Regions from separate parts of the Mus musculus genome. Here all the other regions are linked to region 2. The links are chromatin contacts, called in public HiChIP or PLAC-seq and promoter capture Hi-C maps. All regions are on one chromosome and are shown on one strand. The core of a region is the stretch at or near the end of the contact, and the rest is flanking DNA. Distances in the headings are between cores, read along the strand shown.

Region 1 (3,308 bases), core at 179-2,678, 730 kb after region 2:
GTTTCCTGAGCCACTGTATGGAAGCAGGAACATGGCATGCTTGTTTTGAAACCCCAATAAGTAGAAGCCCAGAAAATTGACAAAACATCTCTACTGCACATGGCACATGGACCACAGATGACCTTTGAACTCAGGTCATGGAACCAGTTCTGCTTTTTTATTTATTTGTTTATTATATATATATATATATATATATATATATATATATATATATATATATATATTTTTTTTTTTTTTTGCAATGCTTTCCCAGAGTCTGTTTAAATGAGAGTGTGATTTCTCCAGAGACATTGTGGAGGGATGGCATGTTCCTTTTCTTAGTATCATGGGAAATCTGGGTCCATAGTTTGTGTAGAGTTTAGAATCAACAGGCTTTTAGACCATTTCTTTCCAAATCTCTGAAATTGGTTTATGTTTAGATACAACTCTAGAAGCTTGCAGTGTCCTGGGCTTTGAGGAAGGAAGTACTCACTAGAAGATGAAAGGGAGTTTGTGGGCCAGTGTGAGCAGGCAGGGTTTTTTGAGAAGCACTGTAATGCAGTCCTCCTTAGGGAAGGGAGGCCCCTCCACTGTCTTTTAAATACCTCTTTGAATGGCAATTTCCAGTGGCTTTGCGAAATGATGTCTGATGGGATCCGGTGCTTCTCAAAGTCTCCCCAGACCTGCATGTGGCCTCCCCTGCCCCTTGCCTTGAATTACAGTGTTTATTTTTAAAAGCTTTTGTGGTTTGAGCCTTCTCCCTTTGTTATTGCAGCTGACTGACTGACTGACTCAGCCTTCCTCCTTTTTCTCCCTCCTCCAGCCACTTTGTGGTTTGGGGTCCAGTTGGGCTGCATGAAGACTGGGCTAAAGGGACGGAAGTCCAAAACTGTGGCCACATCTGCTACTGGTTAGCTCCAAAGTCACAGGTGCCCTTCATGGCGCTTGGTGCACTCACCAGAAATGTCCACTCTTCTGTCCTGCGTGTCTGCTTGTTTCCTTTGAGTTTCCTGTGTTGTTATGCATTTGTTATACCTTGTTTTTAATCACCCTGCCCCCTCATCAAACCCCAGTTCCTACCTGTAACCTGGAGCCAGATGCTTGTCTGTTGAGATTATCATCAGCTGCTATCAGAATGCCTTAGCTTCCTGAGGAGGCAGAGCATCCTAGAGATACACAGTTCTCTTCCCACCTCGCCTCTCTGTGTCAGGGATGCAATAGTCTTTTGTTCAAGCTACATATAGAGATGTAGTTCCTGTGGAAGATGGAGATAGTGAGTGGAAGTTCTTCAGGGTACCCAGAAAGACTCGTCTTCATTGGAATGATGCCCTGTCTAAGCACTGAAACTGCAGCAGGCCTTATGAACAAAGAGCTGCTCCTGCTGTCATCAGCAGAGACAGGAGGCAGAAACTTGATTCTTTATAAGGGCTTCCTGTGCTTGTCCTCAGATCCTTTTGATGGCTCTCTTCCTTTGTGCACTCTGCATCCAGGCTCTCAGACAGTGAGCCTCTTACCAACTCAGCCTTGTGTTTTTAGAAAGAAACGCTGTCTGTAGGTTTTAGTTGGATCATCAGCTATTTCTCTGCTTTCTGGAACAGAATTTTAATGGTCTTTTAACTGGCAGACACATACATCCCAGTGTTAGTAGAGGCAGAGAATATTTTAGAGCCAGTTTGGATGGAAAAGCCTAGTAGGATGCTTGTTTTAAAAGTATTGTTATGCAGTACTGCTGGATGTTAGTTTGAAAACACTGTCGTCTACTTCAGAGGCTTTTCTAACTGCACACTGCAGTTCAGTTTTGTGTTGATGTGATTAGAGGGAATCTGAAAGAAGTGGCTTCAGTTTGCAGTGATTGGACCCTTGGGGCCTGGCTGGACCAGAGCAAGCCAGGGCTTGTGCTGACTGCATGAAAACTTGGTAACTGATTCCTGTCCGAAGATGTTAGAATTGTTAGATTGTTATTTATGGTTTTGATAAATTTTTATTTCCTTTATGAATGCATTTATCGCTCATTTATGTTTTTGTGATCACAGTCAGAATTATTTATTCAATGGAAGAGGAGTGCATACACACGCGCCCGAGCGTGTTTGATTTGTGTTGACACATGTGAATTCCTTCCTTGAGTTTGGCTCCCCTTTTAGAAACTGTCAGTCTTCAAGTGGAAGGAGAGAGGGACACTCAGTTTTTGTTGTTGTTTTGTGTGTTTCGATCCCCATAATGGGAGCCATGGGTTTAAAGGAAGCCAATTCTACCTAGAAGTGGTGGTTCCACGTCCTCACATGATGCAGAGCAGATGCAGCCGGAGACGGAGATGAGGGCATGAGACCAGGAAGCTGTGAGACACAGCCCCATGTCTTTTTAGTTTGTTCCACTTTTGGATTTATTTGCTCTTTGTTTTGCTTTGCTTTTTTAAATATTAAAGATCTCGCTGTACCAGAGCGGCTCAATTAAATTAAGATAAGATGTTCCTGGAGTGGGAAACAATCAAAGGAACAGAGCCGGCTGTTCTGCCCTGCTTTCTCACTCAGTTTCTCTTTCATGTACCGTGTGTTAGGAACACCGTTTCCTATCAGATGCACAACAGATGGGAATACATTAAAGGGGCGCTGCATGACCTGTGTTGGTATTTGGAGGTTCAAGTTAATGGCCTGAATCATCAGGAATATATTATCTCCAGCATAATGAGACACAATCAATTCTTTTAGATTGTAATCATTGCTTAAATCCAGGGAACAAAGATTGCCCTTCTCTAATGAGAACTAGATGAGGTGGTTCGCATGGCACTGGCGTCATTAAAGCCATAAGAAGCCCTCTGAGCCAAAACCTGGACTCTTATTCCACCAGTGACCTTAGCCACCAGCCCATCCTCCCTGATGCCTATTAACCACCCAGATTTCTGTTTCTTTGGGACCTCATTTTCACTGCAGGTTGGCTTCACAAAGGTCATTTCCTATGGTGGTTAGCGCCAGATAGACAGGCTCCTGGGCCTCTCCTACCTTGCTGGTAGCAAGGTGAGTTATGGGCTCCTCTTAGACACACAGCCACAGCTTGCTTTGAGAATGTGTGGGCAGCTGTGTCTCCTGAGTTTCTGTTCTATGACCTCCTTGTCTCCCACTGTGCATCTGAGCTGGCTGGTCCTCTGTGTCATCTGTACTTCACTATTTTTTTTTTCAGTCTTCCTTCATCTGCCTGTGCTGTTCTGTTCTATGCAGAGCTGGGGAGCAGGTGCTGCTTTTCAGCTGTTGCCCGTGCCCTTTAGCATGCATAACCCATTCTGTTATCCGTGGTATTTTCTCTAAGTCTTTGTAAATCCTGAACTAACAAATACT
Region 2 (3,672 bases), core at 696-3,195:
CAAACGGCTGGCACAACAGGACTGTTAACATGAGTTATACTGGTCAATTTTCTGTCTGTTGGAATTTTGTTATTGGCACGTCCCCAGAAACAGGAAAAAAAAAGGGGGTTGAAGTTGTCTTAGTCAGGGTTTCTATACCTGCACAAAACATCATGACAAAGACACAAATTGGGGAGGAAAGAATTTATTCAGAATACACTTTCCACATTGCTGTTAATCACCAAAGGAAGTCAGGACTGGAACTCAAGCAAGTCAGGAAGCAGGAGCTGATGCAGAGGCCATGGAGGGATGTTACTTATTGGCTTGCTTCCCCTGGCTTGCTCAGCCTGCTCTCTTATAGAATCAAGACTACCAGCCCAGAGATGGCACCACCCACAAGGGGTCTTTCCCCCTTGATCACTAATTGAGAAAATGCCCCACAGCTGGATTTCGTGGAGGTACTTCCCCAACTGAAGCTCCTTTCTCTGTGATAATTCCATCCTGTGTCAAGTTGACAGAAAACCAGCCAGTACACAAGTCGACACAAAACTAGCCAGTACACAAGTCAACACACAACGCGCACAAGCTGAAGGCAAAGAGAACCAAGCATCTACCAGGCCTCAGTTGCTATGTCCACTTCTGCAGCCACTCCAAAACACCTGTCAGAAATTCGGTTTGATAGAGAACTCACCGAGGGATTTCCCTAACACCAGGTCAACCAGGGCACCTCAAACCTGGAGGCACGACTGGCACAATACAACCTAAAATGGGGCTCCCTCCTTCCTCTGAGCTTTTTGTGGCAACACCAGTGACTGTCACTCCTTTCTCCTCTGGGGGCCTAGCACCGGCTCTTGGGTAGCCTTTCTTATTCCTCTCCTTCTGTGAGACATGCCTTCCGACTCAACACTTCGGCTCTGCCTTCCCTCAGGGTAACTTCTTTGTTTCCCTTTAGGAAACTATCCTCAATTGCGGCCAACTGTGCTCCACTGAAACTCTCTCCTTCCACTCCAAAAGTCACCACCATGCGTTTTCTGGCCCAAGGGACTTTACGGTCCCTTTCCTACAAGCAGCCATTCGGTCTGTCCTGTGCACGTTTCTCACTAGTTTTCTCCCTTTCGGGACAGCCCCGCTTCTAAGGGACAAGCGACTTACAGATGTTACAGATGCACCGGCGCAGGCCTGCTCGCCCGCCCGGTGAGCTGGGGATGCGACCCCACCCAGCTCTGAAGCGGCGGATCGCTCTCCCTACCCCACCGTGGGACGAAGGCCTCTACGCCCTCTCCCGCAGCCAGAGCGGGGATGTGACCCTAGAGCCCAAAGGGGCTCCCCGGCACCGGAGATTCTCGAGCTTTCGGGCCAGCACATGGCCGAGCTGCTCTCTCGCCAGCGCAGGCGCACAAGCGCTCCGGCCCACTCCCTTCATCCCGCGGCTTCGCGTTCCGGGCCGTTACCTTGAGGGCCTCAAGCCCCATGAGACGGGACTTGCGATCTTGGTCCTTGATAATGAGAAAGGGGCGCCCATACTCATCGAAGGCGAGGGTCCCCACGGACGCCATGGTGGACGAACTAGAACGAGCGCTCCTCCAGTAACCAGCGGGGACCACTCGGGAAGAGAGACACACCGCACCTCCCTCTCGCGAGAGGACGCAGAATCCCGCGCATGCGCAGTGCAGACCCCGCGACTTACTTTTCAACAGTGACTTTTTTTACGCCGCAGAGTAGCTTCTGGAATCGGCCGCTGTTGGGAACGTCCGTTTTCCACGAACCGAGGGGGGGGGTGTTCGAAACTTAGAAGGCGACGTCTAGCACACAAATGCTAATACTAGACATAATGTAGTCACTGATTCAAGGATTTAAGTTTTCAAAGTTTTTGAATCCAGAGTTGCAGCGGGGAGCTTATTTCCTTAAGATATTTTTCTTTTCTTTGATTGCCGCCCGGGCTCTAAGACGTTGGTAGATTCCACTTCCGGTCTCCCCGGAACGCGCGATGGAGCGAGTAGGTGAGGTTTGACCGGCCTGGCGGCGGGCGATATAGTTGTCTGTGGCGCGGGCGCTTGTGGGGATCGGGCGCGCGTGGCTGCGGTGCTCTCCGTCCCGCGCCGGTCGTGGCTACCACAGTGCTTGCTGGGGGCTGCTGTCCGCACCTCCGTGCACAAGACTCACTGCTCAGCCCGATCCTAGGTCGGCTGGAATCCACCCTGCGGTGGACGAGCTGCTGCTTGGAAGCTATTGAGCCTGTAGCTTTGTTTTCTTGTCTGCAAAGATAATAATAATAATAATAATAATAACAATAATAACAGCAATAACAACAACAATAATGACAAAATAATAGCAACAAAAACAATAATAATAATAATAATGATAATGCCTACTTCACAAGGTTGCTGGACGTGCCTGGTCGTCAGCACATAGTATTTGTCCTTAACTTCCCAGGTTACACAGATCCTGGGCCTTCCCCGCGCGTGTACTGTAGGTGGAGACAAAGTAGCACCGGCTGGTGCTCAGAGTCTCTTGTTCTCAGCGTTTTGCTGTTAGAAAGATACCCCGTAAGGGTAACTGCACGGTACGTCTGCCAGAAATCACGATTCATTTTATAAGCTCGGATTTATTTGTGACGAGTTTCCAGTCTCTCCACTCGTACCCCACAGAACAGAAACTGTCCCTGCCGTATTGTCTGTTTTTATTAGGTACTCAAAATTAGAGTGCATATAACCTGTATGACAGTAGGCTAGCTTTCAGGTCTGTGCTGTTACATGACACAGATTGACATTATGTCAGGACAAGGTTTTTAAAGTTAACACAAACAAGGTTTCATTGTGACATTTTCATTCATATATATATATGTAATTGTACCTTGCCATTGACCTATAAGCTGTCCTCATTATCCTCTCTCCTCCTGGTCTTCCCTCTCAACACAGCACACACACTTGTATACAACAAGATTCTGCATCTGAGCGAAAACATGATGGTTCTGAGTCATTAGTTTACAGTTGAATAAAGCTCTGTGTGTATGTACACCACACTGTATCCATTCCACTGTTGGTGGACATCAAGCTAGGTTCAAGAAAGACTTCAAGGATGGCACGGCAAGTAAAGGCGCTTGTTGCCAAGCCTGACCGCTTGTGCTAGGTCTCGGTCCCACGTGGTGCAGGAGCGAGCAGATTCCCACGTGGGTCACAGACCGCCTTCCAGTCAGGCGGCTGCTCCGCTCCCACTCTTCTTGCTTGCACGGGCCCAGTGGTTCGATGCTTTTGCCCTCAGTTCAGATTCCTAGTTTCCTTTCCCCTGTATTCCTTCAGATGCTCATACATAGGCTGACACGTCTTTGCCTCAGTTGGTTTCTACAACTCAAAGGCCAGCTGGGAGACCCTGGAGACCGGGGCGTCATTATTGTCTACCTTCTGGCTTTGTGCATGTGTCTACAGGTGAGGCAGACCTTGGGCCATCTGATTTGTGTTTAACTGTCGTAGCCCAAATTGATACAGTATGATCTGTCTATGACAGAAAGAATTCTTTCTTTTTTTAAAAAAGGGATTTATTTATTATTATACATAAGTACACTGTAGCTGACTTTGGATGCACCAGAAGAGGGTGTCAGATCTGATTACTGGTGGTTGTGAGCCACCATGTGGTTGCTGGAATTTGAACTCGGGATCTTTGGAAGAGCAGTCAGTGCTCTTACCGGCTGAGCCA
Region 3 (3,598 bases), core at 1,073-3,572, 770 kb after region 2:
TGTGACTGGGAACTTAATATAGAGTGACTTGTCCTTACCCATACCAAAGCCAGGTTCAATACATTTTTCTTCCTTTTGAGGGGTGTTTTGTGCATGTGTGCATGCGTGCAAGTGTGTGTGTGTGTCAGAGCTCTTGGTCTAGCTCCAATGTACGGAACCTACAATTAGTATCCATCTCCTCCACCCCCACCCCCAGTATTTGTGAACTGTGGAGGAGTTATCAGATATACAGGATGAGGAATACTTTGGCAGGCTAGTAGGAATTGCTGGGAAAAGTCAGGGATTTGACTGACCAATGTGAAAGGCAAGCCTCATGACTATGCTATTGAGACTGGGCACCTGGGAAACAAACATGGAGCCCTTATTCTGCATGCAGGAAGTACTGTGGATCAGATGGCTGTGCAGGTCTTAGGATTCTGAGACTCAGTGTGATGATGAAATGTGGGATGTTTTTATCTGTGAGTTGACCATGAGAGTACATATAGAAGAAGACAGCTTGCTGTGGGCCATCTGCTCTTTACCATGTGAGGATGGAAGGAGAGATATCCAATTTCATACTAGGCAGCATGAGTTTGAATCTGCCTATGCCTTGAACCTTTTAATCTCTAGACTTGAGAAGTACATTTGTGGGATCAGGCCACTCAGTCGACTGCCATTTGCTACAGAGGTTGTTCTCAAGCTGCTGTCACACAGAATGGTAGAGAGGCAAAGGTGACAGAGACCTAAGACCTGTGAGGATGAAGACAGCACAGAAGTGAGGGCGGATCTTAAGAGAAGTGACTAAATATAGAACCATAACCCGAAGCTCTGTGACCCATTTTGTTTGCAAACTACCAGAAGTTAATACTTCACACCTACTTGGTAAATTAGGGGTGGATCCAGGGAGCAATTGGCTTAGCAGCTGTGGAAGTTAAAAATGCACAAAATTAAAGATACAGATTTATATGAGAAATTGAAAACTTACCTGTGCAGAAGATGTGCATCAGTAGATGGTGAATATGTTCTGCATATAAAACCAAGTGAGGTCACATTTTTAATTAGAACTTACAGTACATAATGTTAAGAATGCTATTTTAACATCATTTGTCTAAGAATTCCACTTACTCACGTATTCTACAGAAACTTCTGGGTAAAATGTAAAAGCTGAGGCCTGTTACAATCATCCACATTAAGTTCTAATTCTCTCTAAGCACCACTTTTCTTATTTTATGCATAGAAGAATAAAGAGAGACAGTGTCTATAATAAAGCTGTTCAACGATTGTGCCAGCCTTCTTATCTTAGTAGCCAGAAAAACTTTAGTGCTAAGAGCATCTGGCCTTCCCAGTTTCCTTCATTCTTCCAAAGCAAAAATATTGCTAGATTGCTAGATTATCTACAGTGCTTGTCCATATGTGTGTGCATGTGTGTGTGTGTGTGTGTGTGTGTATGCGGTGAAATGTTTATTACTCTCGCTCTGTTGACATTTTTGATCAGATAATTTCTTTTTTAATGGGAATTTCATCCATATTATATTTTTCACCAACCCCAACCAGTGCTTACTAGTTCTGATTGCACCAATACATGTGACAGACAAAATTGTTTCCAGGCACCAAAACCTCTTCATTGAGAAGACGTAAGTCTCAGTTTTGAACCATTAGTCTGAGCATTCGTATGAAATTAAGACAAAGGAAGATATAGGGCATGTACATTTGGATGGTTGGACATCTGTGAAGGCCAGGTCTTGGGCTCGATGGATTACTATTTGACATTAGTGCTGACTGTAGAACAGGAGTTCTGCTGTGGAAATGAGAGTGTCTCTTGGTAACTTTGCCTCTCACATTTGCAGAAGGTGCCCTGCCTCTGGACCTCGCTGCTTGGATGAGTAATGGTTGCTTTATGTTGGTGGATTGTGTTGATGTCTCTATTAAAGATACCTGTAATCAGAAAAAAGTTTGCTTAGACCCCAAATCACCAATGCCCAGCATCTATACATATCTCTGTATGAATTACGTGGACTAGCAAATCAAACAGAGTCTGCCCTTTAATAAGAGGCATCCAGAGAATTTCTCTGGAAGTTTTGAGTTAATTTAAAATCTGATGACCCCACTTACTATCATTTATTTGCTCTTGTGATCTCAGGAGCCTGTCAAACAGCACATCATATACTGCCAAGTGTGTGAGTGTGTACCTGAGTCAGTGGAAAACCTCTGCTGCTTCTGAGGTAGTGTCTCCTACTGAGCTCAAGTGCAACTTAATATTGCCTTTGAAGTGGCACATTATTTTTTGCTCAACTTCCTCAATTACGCTCCAAAGAAGAAAGTTGTGCGACAATAGGTTTCACAGTCTATATCTTCCAGCTACGTCTAAGACCCAATGCCAGGTCTAGCACCACAGAACATTATATGAGCCTTATATGAGCAGGGGAAACTCTTTGAAATACAGTGAGGCCATAAACCAGCCAGTGAATTATAAGATGCCGACGGTAGTCATTTTGATTTGATAGGTGTTCAGTGGGGCTTCTATTGCATGTATTTTCCATTTTATTTAAAGGAAAATTCCACCCAATTTGCTTAGCCCAACCATCTGGAAATACTTTTCCATTTTCTTGACTTTTGACACGATGCCAGCCAAAGCACAAATAAAAGGGGCTAAGAAAATTATTAAAAATACTGATTTAATGCAATTAGTGTAAAATGAAAAGCATTTTTTTTTATAGTCTAGAATGTGCTTTGAGTTAGATTAAGCTTCCCTAAGACTTTTGAGGTAGTTTTTTTGTTCTGTCTATGCAAGTGAGCAGTTGGCTTTCTTACCTTGATGGGCTATTCACTTTACACCTCTAGTGTCCAGCCCATCTAACACATGTCCATGCTCAGCAAGCACAGCTGCTTTATTAAGCAGGCGGCTCTATCTACCAAACGAGCCACAGCTGGCCAGTTGAGAGCCCAGAAGTCGTGTAAAGCTGCTTCTGTTCTGCACAGAGACCTCTAATCCTCTATGACAGAAAACTGGCGTTGGATTGCTGTGTTTTAGTGGTAACTCCTTACAGGAATTGCTTGGTAGTAGTTACCTCACCATTTGAAATATAGAACTGGTTAAGTCGAGTCAAATAGCCTTTCTGCTTTAACGTCTACCTTGTGTCAGGATTGCTAGGCCTTTACTTTTTAAAAACAATTATAATGGGTGTTATATACATTGAATATATTATATAATATTTAAGTATAATGGGTTTGGGAGGCCCAGGCTGTCAGACAGTGTCAGACAGAGATGGTATATATTATCAGAGAGTATGTGTCTGTGAAAGAATGGTTGTTGTAGTGCCAGCATCCCATTCTAGACACTTCTGTCTGTTACTTCCATCCCTCATCATGGAAACTGTGTAAGGCTTAGGGATGTCTATGTTTTGTGGATAACACAGAAGCACAGGAAGTTGGGCAATTCTTAAGGAAGGTTAGTACAATAGGAATTCATCCCACTTGGTCTGCTAAAACTAAAAGCAGTGCCCAACACATTGACTGTCTTGGTTGTGACTGACTGTGTTTGATGTTCTCTTCTGATTAGTAGGTGTGGCAGGTTTTGCTAAGATTTTTGGATGAGGTTCTTGCTGCATTTGTGGGGATG
Region 4 (3,216 bases), core at 494-2,993, 970 kb after region 2:
TTGTGAAGAAGTAGATGGTATATGCACAAAAGCTTAGCAGGAGGCTCAAGGTGATATTATGATTACTATGGATTGCCCATTATCTGTCAGGTAACTAGTTGAGGCTAGTCCTTGCTGTGTGTCTGCTTCTGACCCAGGGTAGCTGCGTCTCTGAGTGTTACCAAAGTCTAGCCATATGCCCCAAGTCGGTTTCCTCCTTGAATTTAGGAGATGTTCATGTTCTACTTTTCCAAAGATAGTGGAAAGGAAGATAAGAGCAGCAGTCTGAATACATGCACATAAAGCATCCAGTTCCTTTTAATCTCCTTTCTCAGGGCCAGACTCCCAGAACAAACACCATCTTCTATGAGATGTTCTTTGACACTATACACTTCTCACAGAAATATCACAAAGAATTCAAATCCAGATCTTTGTTACAAAGTAGTCAGGGTGCCGCTCCCCATCTATGGGCCTGTGTCAGGATCTCAATGAGTAGGCTTCATTTCCCTTACAGGGTCATGTCTTTTACCTTAAGAAGATTCTGAGATTGTACTGAAATTAGAGAAGTCTTTTGGGCTCTGCCCTTCCCCCTCCTCATTGCTTTTTCAGATAGTTAGATGTGAAGTTCTAAAAGTTTTGTGATTTTTCTCTAAGATGTAGAAAAAAAAAAACTGACTTATTTCTGACCAAATATTGGCTCAGTGCATTAATATGGAAAATACATTCGTGCCCCTCATTTGGTCTTCATTTTCCTCTGAGAGCGATAGCCCGCTTGAAATGCAAATTTGAGAAAGAAGCATTTGCCATCCCCATGCTTAGTCAAAGGGCACTGACCTTGCTGAGCCTTCTGTCTGCAGCTTTCTAGTGGAGCCTGAATTCTGAATGAAGGCTTCCCAACTTCATGTCAGTACTTTCTTAATTTTTTTCTTGCCTTTAGATTTATAATTCCCTTTAAATAATAAATGAGACAAATCTGACAGGCACTCCCTGCAAGATACATTCAGTTTATTATTTTTTTAGAGAATGACAAACACAAACACCTGGAGAATTAATAGAAATCAGAGGTTGGCCAATGGCCACCTAAAGTAGCCAGAGATACAGGTGGAAGAGAGGTGGCAAAATGGATGGGTAGCTCCACCTACTGGAAGACAAAGCCTGTCATCTCTGGAATTAAAAATTCAGGAAGCTTTTCAAAATCCCTTGTTGCTCCTCTTGTAGCTGTGTGAATTTAGTCCCAGCTGGTAGGGTCATATCTGCTATGGATCCCTACTTCATTATCTGGATGTTTGTTTTCACATGAGGAAATCCCAAGGAAGCCCTGGGTGTTGCCCTGCCTTCACCTCTTGCTATATATAAGAGCCTCAAGTGAGCTTGAAATAGCTAAAGGTAGATGCTACCCTGGGATCAGTGGAGGTCAACAGTCACTGTGGGCTCTGACCAGCCTGTTCCTTCTCCTTTCTCATTCTCCAGAAACAGCATCGCTGCCTCTGCTGTCTGTGTCTTCAACCTGAGCGCCATCTCACAGGCCTTCAATGGACCCTTCAAGTACCAAGAAAACTCTCGCTCAGCCTGGCTGCCTTATCCCAACCCCAACCCCAATTTTCAGGTAATCTCAGGGGAAGAGGGCATTACAAGAATCCTCTTTTAAGAATGAAGAAACTCAACATAGTGAGCTTGAGCAATTAAACCTTGGCTTCATGCACAGTGCAGCTGCGGTCTCCTGCCCCCCACAGCACAGCACCATCCTGTGCTTAGCGAGTATCAATAGAACACAGCCTTTTGTGGACTATGGCGCCTAGAAAAGAAAAAGGGGGGCTTTTGTGAGTTGTGGTGACTGATCCTTAACCGAAAAAGGGCAGTCTTCTGCAGTAGGCTAGGAATCCAGGCTTCAATTAGTGCTAATGATGATGGACTGTGTGCCCCAAATCTCTGATCCTTAATGAATGATGTTCCAATGAATAGGGCCCAGGGCACAGAGCAATGGGTCTTGACAAACAGAATTCGAGCTCTAATTGGCAAGTATGGTGAGGCTTCCTGTTGGGAAGGGGGACTGTGGCAGTGGCTGCTGGGAAAAGAGATCTGACTGGTGTGGATTCATCTTTCCGTCACCCAATTAGAATGTTCAAGCTGTGATGTCTTTGTGAAGCATCCCACCTCCAGTGCTCAGAAGAAGCAGAGACCTGGCAATGGTGCTGTTTATTTTGTTAGTTCAGACCACAGCTCTATTCATCTGCTTAAGCTACTGTAACAAAATACTGCAGTTTAGATAGTATTAAAAAAAAAAAGAGTCCCCTGTTTCATCACAGTTTGGAGACTATATCTTCAAGATCAATGTAACAGCAGGATCATTTTCTGGTGAGGTGTTGTCTTGCTTAGGGTTTTTATTGCTGTGAAGATATACCATTACCAAGGTAATTGTTATAAAGGACAGCGTTTAATGGGGACTGGCTTATAGTTTCAGAGGTTCAGTACCTTATTATCATGGTGGAAACCATGGCAGCATCCAGGAAGACAAGGCTGGAGAAGCTGAGAGTTCTACATCTTGTTCTGAAGGCTAACAGAAGACTGGTTTCAAGGCAGCTAGGAGAAGGGCCTCAAAATCTACCCCTACAAGGACACACTTCCTCTAACAAGGCCATACCTGCTTCAAAAAAGCCATACCTCCTAATAGTGCCATTCCCTGGGCCAAGCATATTCAAACCACCAAAGGTGTTGAAGATGACAAGATTTTCCTTACATCATCCCTTAGAAGAAAGACTCATCCCTGGTGTTTCTTCCTCCATCCTACTGGGTCAGACTCCTATGGCATGGAATGCTTCCTAGAGGTCCTGTCTTCAACTACTGCCATGCCGAGAGATAGATTCGACATAAGAATTTTAATGCAGCACACACAAGAGCAGCCTTCTCTGTGGGTCTGTTACTAACAACACAGGCAAAATATTTAACATCATCAAGTTCCAGATACTTGGTCTGATGTGTCATTTTTGTGACTATACATGTGGCATCAGTGTCACATGAATGACACTGTTCTATGTATAGAGAGGGGCATAGCGTCTCCAGGCAGGTCAAATAGCCAGGGCCACAGCTGCTTAGTGGTTAAGCTTGGATCTTACCACTGCCAGCAAAGGAAAAATCCCAATCTCAATCAACTAAGTTCCTGTTAGTAGCAATCATTGACTAGTGATATAAGACAGTCAGTCCTTCCTTCCAATTTTGGGTGGTTTAACATCCCAAATC
Region 5 (3,396 bases), core at 478-2,977, 700 kb after region 2:
AATGGCATGCAAATCGACCCGTGATCTTAGGCTATTTAGCCATAGTTATGAAAATGTTAACTGAACCCCCCTCTGTAACTAACCACATAGTAAATAGTGGTCAGAAATGGCACCAATCAAGTCAGCAAAACACTGAACATCTCAAAGATGGGATTTTGAGGACCAGAATGTATAGATTCAACAAATCGAGCAACTAGAAAACAGTTCATATTAAAATTCAACCCTCAAGTATCCTCACCAATGTCTCGCTTTCCCCTTCTACGATCTTTTAACCCGATGATGTTACGAGTGTGTTTGTGCTCAGGCACATATCATTCCTAATAATAGCAAGTGAATATGTGATGTGCCACAAACAGGCACTATGAGAGAGTCAGACCTGAGCTAGCAACAGCGCTTACCTAGGTGTGTGTGTGTGTACCACATGCCCTGTGGCAACAGATGCATGGTTGAGATTAGTCATTGATTTGCCTCCCCTGAGGGCGGGAGTGCAGAACATTCAACACAAAGAAAGTCCTACAGAGTGACAGTGCAATAGTCCAGGTCAACATTAAGTCTGTAATCCTTCCTGGGGTGCTTCCCTGGCTAAGGCAGTTTAGTGACGTGGAATCACATCTTTAGGTAGCTCTTGTGCAGCTTGTAGGGTGTGTTAAAGCCTGCATCCTTCCATGGGTACTCTCCTGGGTAATGTATGGTGATGTGAAATCACGGTTTATAAATGGCCCTATACATCTCAAACATACATCATGCATACATGTACAATGTACAGTGATGTGGTCTTGGGGGTGTGGTTCCTATGTTTTCCTCTCATTTTCTGTGGACATGGCTGTACTGATGCATGTGTACCTGGCATGCTTGAAGTGGCTGATCAGACCCAAAACAGCCTAAGTGGGGATAGCATTAGCTCTTCATTTTCTCTCTCTTCTGAAGGCTCTTCCTGTCTCCAACTCACCTCTGCTGCAGAGGTCAGTCACCTTACACAGGGTTTCTTCACATATTCTTGTTTACCATTGTACTCTGAAACCTCTATCCTGCATACTCTACTATGTCTATTTCTTTTGTGTGTTATTTCTTTCCATCTATTCCTTCTGTTCTTCCTCTCAATCCGTCCATCCCACGGATTCTGTAGCTCACACATGCCCTGTCTCCTAGTCTCTCTTTTATCTTGCAGCTGGTCAACTTGACAGTTCACCGTGTTCCTGTAATTTAACACATGGAGTTTTAGGTTTATTTAATTGTCAAGATTCTTAATCTGTGATTTTTCAAAATGCCTTTGCCTCTACTGTAGTCTTCTGTCTTTCCCATATGCAATGTGCTGCCTCAAACATCTAAACATACCAAATAGGCTGCTTCAGTTGGTCACTTCCATTTCAGCTCTTCGGCCTTTGTTCATGTTGATAGCAAATTTCCTAAAACTTGTGGTAGCCTTTTTAACCTGTCTCTAGGGAAGCTTTTCTTCCCCTGTAGTTAGTGTCCATTGCCTCATCATGAAGCAGCTGATTTTGTAGCAAGTTCCCCTTTCATCACCCGTCAGTCACCTCAGGCCTACCTGCAAGTTCAGTCCAGGTTACACTCCTGCTCTATCTAGACTGCGCTGGACACCAGATGTGTGCAGCAGGCATCCGTGCTGTGCTTAGAGGTTCTGGATGTGCTTCCCCGATTACAGTGACTGTTTATCTTGGTCATTGTTTCCTCTGGGTCTAAATTTAGAGCATTTTGGAGGCATTGAAGCTTTTCCTAGCAGCCTTTCAGTTCCAGTGTGAGGATGTGGTTTTCTCTGTTGAGTGACCCGCTCTCTGCCATCTTTTGGAAATTACTCATAATTTCTATCCACGTGACACTTTCTCTTTACCCTTTTTGTTTTATTCTCAAAGCATCTATCCTCTAAACACTTCCAGGATCCTGTGTATAGGAGAAGAGAAAGTCCTGTGTTCAGACAGTTGTGATCACCTCCCCCCAGGCCATGTTTCTGACTAGACAGGATCCTCATAAACTCTACCACATGAAATGCAGGGTCCTCAGAGTTCCAGTCCCAGTAAACAATGAATGATTGTGTTAACATAAAACTGATTTATGTTTATGCTTTGTAAATCTCTGTAAATTCACATTTAACCCCCCAAAGCTGTTGTTTATCTGAAATTTGAATCCCATTGCAAATCCTGTATATCTGTTTGCTGTGAACCAGTAGTCCTGACTCCAGAGGTCCTAGTGCTGAGGGCAGAGGGCAGAGGGCAGAGGGCAGAGGGCAGAGGGCAGAGGGCAGAGAAGAGAGCAACCTATGTTTCAGGGTCTTCCAAGAATCCCAGTCAGTGGCCCTCTTGATATAATCCACCTGGGACCACTATCATGTGAAACTTAATTCCACCAAGACCGACTTGCTTGGTATAGGTGAATCTCTTAATGCTAACTTCAAAATTGCTCAATAACATTGAACTATGAGTTGATTTCTTATGATCAACATGCTGACACTTGACCATGAGTAATCTGTATACTGTCATAGGGCCTACTAAGTTGCTGCCTAGCTTGGAATATAAAATATTTCTTCTGTATAATTATTAAAAGACATTCTTAAACTACATGAAGAGCTTTCCCATTTGGTGTCATTAATATTAAAGCTGTTGAATGTTGAGTATGACAGCTCACAAACTAGCTATTTGCTTACAGCCTCCTGGTGCCTCTCGAGTGAGAACTAGTGTGTGAAAATGGAGAGCTTTTTATATAAGGTTTTGTTTTGTTTTGTTTTGCTTTGCTTTGCTTTGCTTTGATTTGATTTGCTTTGCTTTGTTTTGTTTTGTTTTGTTTTGTTTTGTTTTGTTTTGTTTTATACTGTCCTGACTGTTGGTGGCCAATGAAATAGTGGTTGCAGCTAATTGCTGTTGATGCCCTTGTCAAATGATTATAAAAGCTATAAACAAAGCTTTCATGTTTCAGTGAAGGATATCCTTTGCCTTAATCTTTGAAAAGAATGCCTACATGGCTATTAACAATTATTTTTCCTTTTGTCCGCATCGAGTGCTAGGAATTGTTTTGCCTTACCAGGCTGATCCTGTCAGTGGGGACTCAGCTCAGGTTCGTACTCACGATGCTTCTCATCTGTTCAAGCACAGATTGGCTACAGAGCCTGTGCCAGGCAGAATTCAGTAGATGTTTCCAAACCTTGTTGTGTTAGAAGAATCTATAGGGTGCGCTGTTATTTGATACATGTGTATAATGTCTCATGATCACATTAGGACAAGTAGTGTATCTATCTTTTTAAACATTTGTCATTGTTAGCATTGGAACCTTCACACTTTCTTCCTTAGTTCTTTAAAAAACAGAGACTTAATTGTAAGCAACCGTCACTGCTCTGAACAGCAAAACACTTGTACGCCTTTCTCCTGCTAGAGTTTTCTTACCTCT

What was found. Promoter capture Hi-C pulls out the DNA fragments that hold promoters and counts their contacts. HiChIP or PLAC-seq counts read pairs in DNA pulled down with a chosen protein or histone mark.
Region 1: a contact with region 2 is called in an H3K4me3 HiChIP or PLAC-seq map of bone marrow-derived macrophages, with 5 times the contacts expected there. The contact joins the enhancer-like site here to the promoter of Atpsckmt in region 2. A contact is called at or near these places in 9 of 39 promoter capture datasets (the 3T3-L1 cell line, the C10 cell line, cranial neural crest and 5 more), 1 of 484 Hi-C or Micro-C datasets (the N1E-115 cell line), 11 of 115 datasets of contacts at active chromatin or transcription factors (the NIH/3T3 cell line, the SCID.adh cell line, astrocytes and 8 more) and 1 of 9 other capture datasets (embryonic stem cells).
Region 3: a promoter capture Hi-C map of cranial neural crest shows a contact between it and region 2. The contact joins the enhancer-like site here to the promoter of Atpsckmt in region 2. A contact is called at or near these places in 4 of 39 promoter capture datasets (cranial neural crest, hippocampal neurons, second pharyngeal arch cranial neural crest and 1 more) and 4 of 115 datasets of contacts at active chromatin or transcription factors (astrocytes, embryonic forebrain, embryonic midbrain and 1 more).
Region 4: an H3K27ac HiChIP or PLAC-seq map of embryonic brain shows a contact between it and region 2, with 10 times the contacts expected there. The contact joins the enhancer-like site here to the promoter of Atpsckmt in region 2. A contact is called at or near these places in 11 of 39 promoter capture datasets (the 3T3-L1 cell line, the C10 cell line, the HPC-7 cell line and 7 more), 2 of 15 datasets of contacts at CTCF or cohesin (large pre-B cells and pro-B cells), 27 of 484 Hi-C or Micro-C datasets (the 3T3-L1 cell line, the HL-1 cell line, the N1E-115 cell line and 17 more), 17 of 115 datasets of contacts at active chromatin or transcription factors (T-cell acute lymphoblastic leukemia, astrocytes, cardiomyocytes and 11 more) and 1 of 9 other capture datasets (embryonic stem cells).
Region 5: an H3K27ac HiChIP or PLAC-seq map of large pre-B cells shows a contact between it and region 2, with 4 times the contacts expected there. The contact joins the enhancer-like site here to the promoter of Atpsckmt in region 2. A contact is called at or near these places in 3 of 39 promoter capture datasets (the 3T3-L1 cell line, cranial neural crest and maxillary cranial neural crest) and 4 of 115 datasets of contacts at active chromatin or transcription factors (the NIH/3T3 cell line, astrocytes, large pre-B cells and 1 more).

Annotation. Positions count from the first base shown.
Region 1 is chr15:32,328,048-32,331,355 of GRCm38.p6, forward strand. The region is part of intron 1 of Sema5a (sema domain, seven thrombospondin repeats (type 1 and type 1-like), transmembrane domain (TM) and short cytoplasmic domain, (semaphorin) 5A); the gene reads left to right. Among named protein-coding and RNA genes, the nearest start is that of Sema5a, 85 kb to the left of the region's middle. Within about 2 kb of position 1,429, at least 72 of the 459 cell types and tissues checked have an H3K27ac peak or open chromatin away from gene starts, as enhancers often do. A contact at or near this core is called in the NIH/3T3 cell line, bone marrow-derived macrophages and craniofacial prominence, where this site is marked.
Region 2 is chr15:31,600,171-31,603,842 of GRCm38.p6, forward strand. Atpsckmt (ATP synthase C subunit lysine N-methyltransferase) reads left to right here and starts at 1,946. Exons shown (of 5, transcript NM_026546.3): 1 at 1,946-1,979. The coding sequence starts at 1,967. Cct5 (chaperonin containing Tcp1, subunit 5 (epsilon)) reads right to left here and starts at 1,676. Exons shown (of 11, transcript NM_007637.3): 1 at 1,431-1,676. The coding sequence starts at 1,535.
Region 3 is chr15:32,368,674-32,372,271 of GRCm38.p6, forward strand. All of the region lies in intron 2 of Sema5a (sema domain, seven thrombospondin repeats (type 1 and type 1-like), transmembrane domain (TM) and short cytoplasmic domain, (semaphorin) 5A), which reads left to right. Among named protein-coding and RNA genes, the nearest start is that of Sema5a, 130 kb to the left of the region's middle. Within about 2 kb of position 2,323, at least 13 of the 459 cell types and tissues checked have an H3K27ac peak or open chromatin away from gene starts, as enhancers often do.
Region 4 is chr15:32,567,263-32,570,478 of GRCm38.p6, forward strand. Sema5a (sema domain, seven thrombospondin repeats (type 1 and type 1-like), transmembrane domain (TM) and short cytoplasmic domain, (semaphorin) 5A) reads left to right here. Exons shown (of 23, transcript NM_009154.2): 10 at 1,450-1,585. Among named protein-coding and RNA genes, the nearest start is that of Gm41289, 200 kb to the right of the region's middle. Within about 2 kb of position 1,744, at least 13 of the 459 cell types and tissues checked have an H3K27ac peak or open chromatin away from gene starts, as enhancers often do. A contact at or near this core is called in embryonic brain, where this site is marked.
Region 5 is chr15:32,305,039-32,308,434 of GRCm38.p6, forward strand. All of the region lies in intron 1 of Sema5a (sema domain, seven thrombospondin repeats (type 1 and type 1-like), transmembrane domain (TM) and short cytoplasmic domain, (semaphorin) 5A), which reads left to right. Among named protein-coding and RNA genes, the nearest start is that of Sema5a, 62 kb to the left of the region's middle. Within about 2 kb of position 1,728, at least 29 of the 459 cell types and tissues checked have an H3K27ac peak or open chromatin away from gene starts, as enhancers often do. A contact at or near this core is called in the NIH/3T3 cell line, where this site is marked.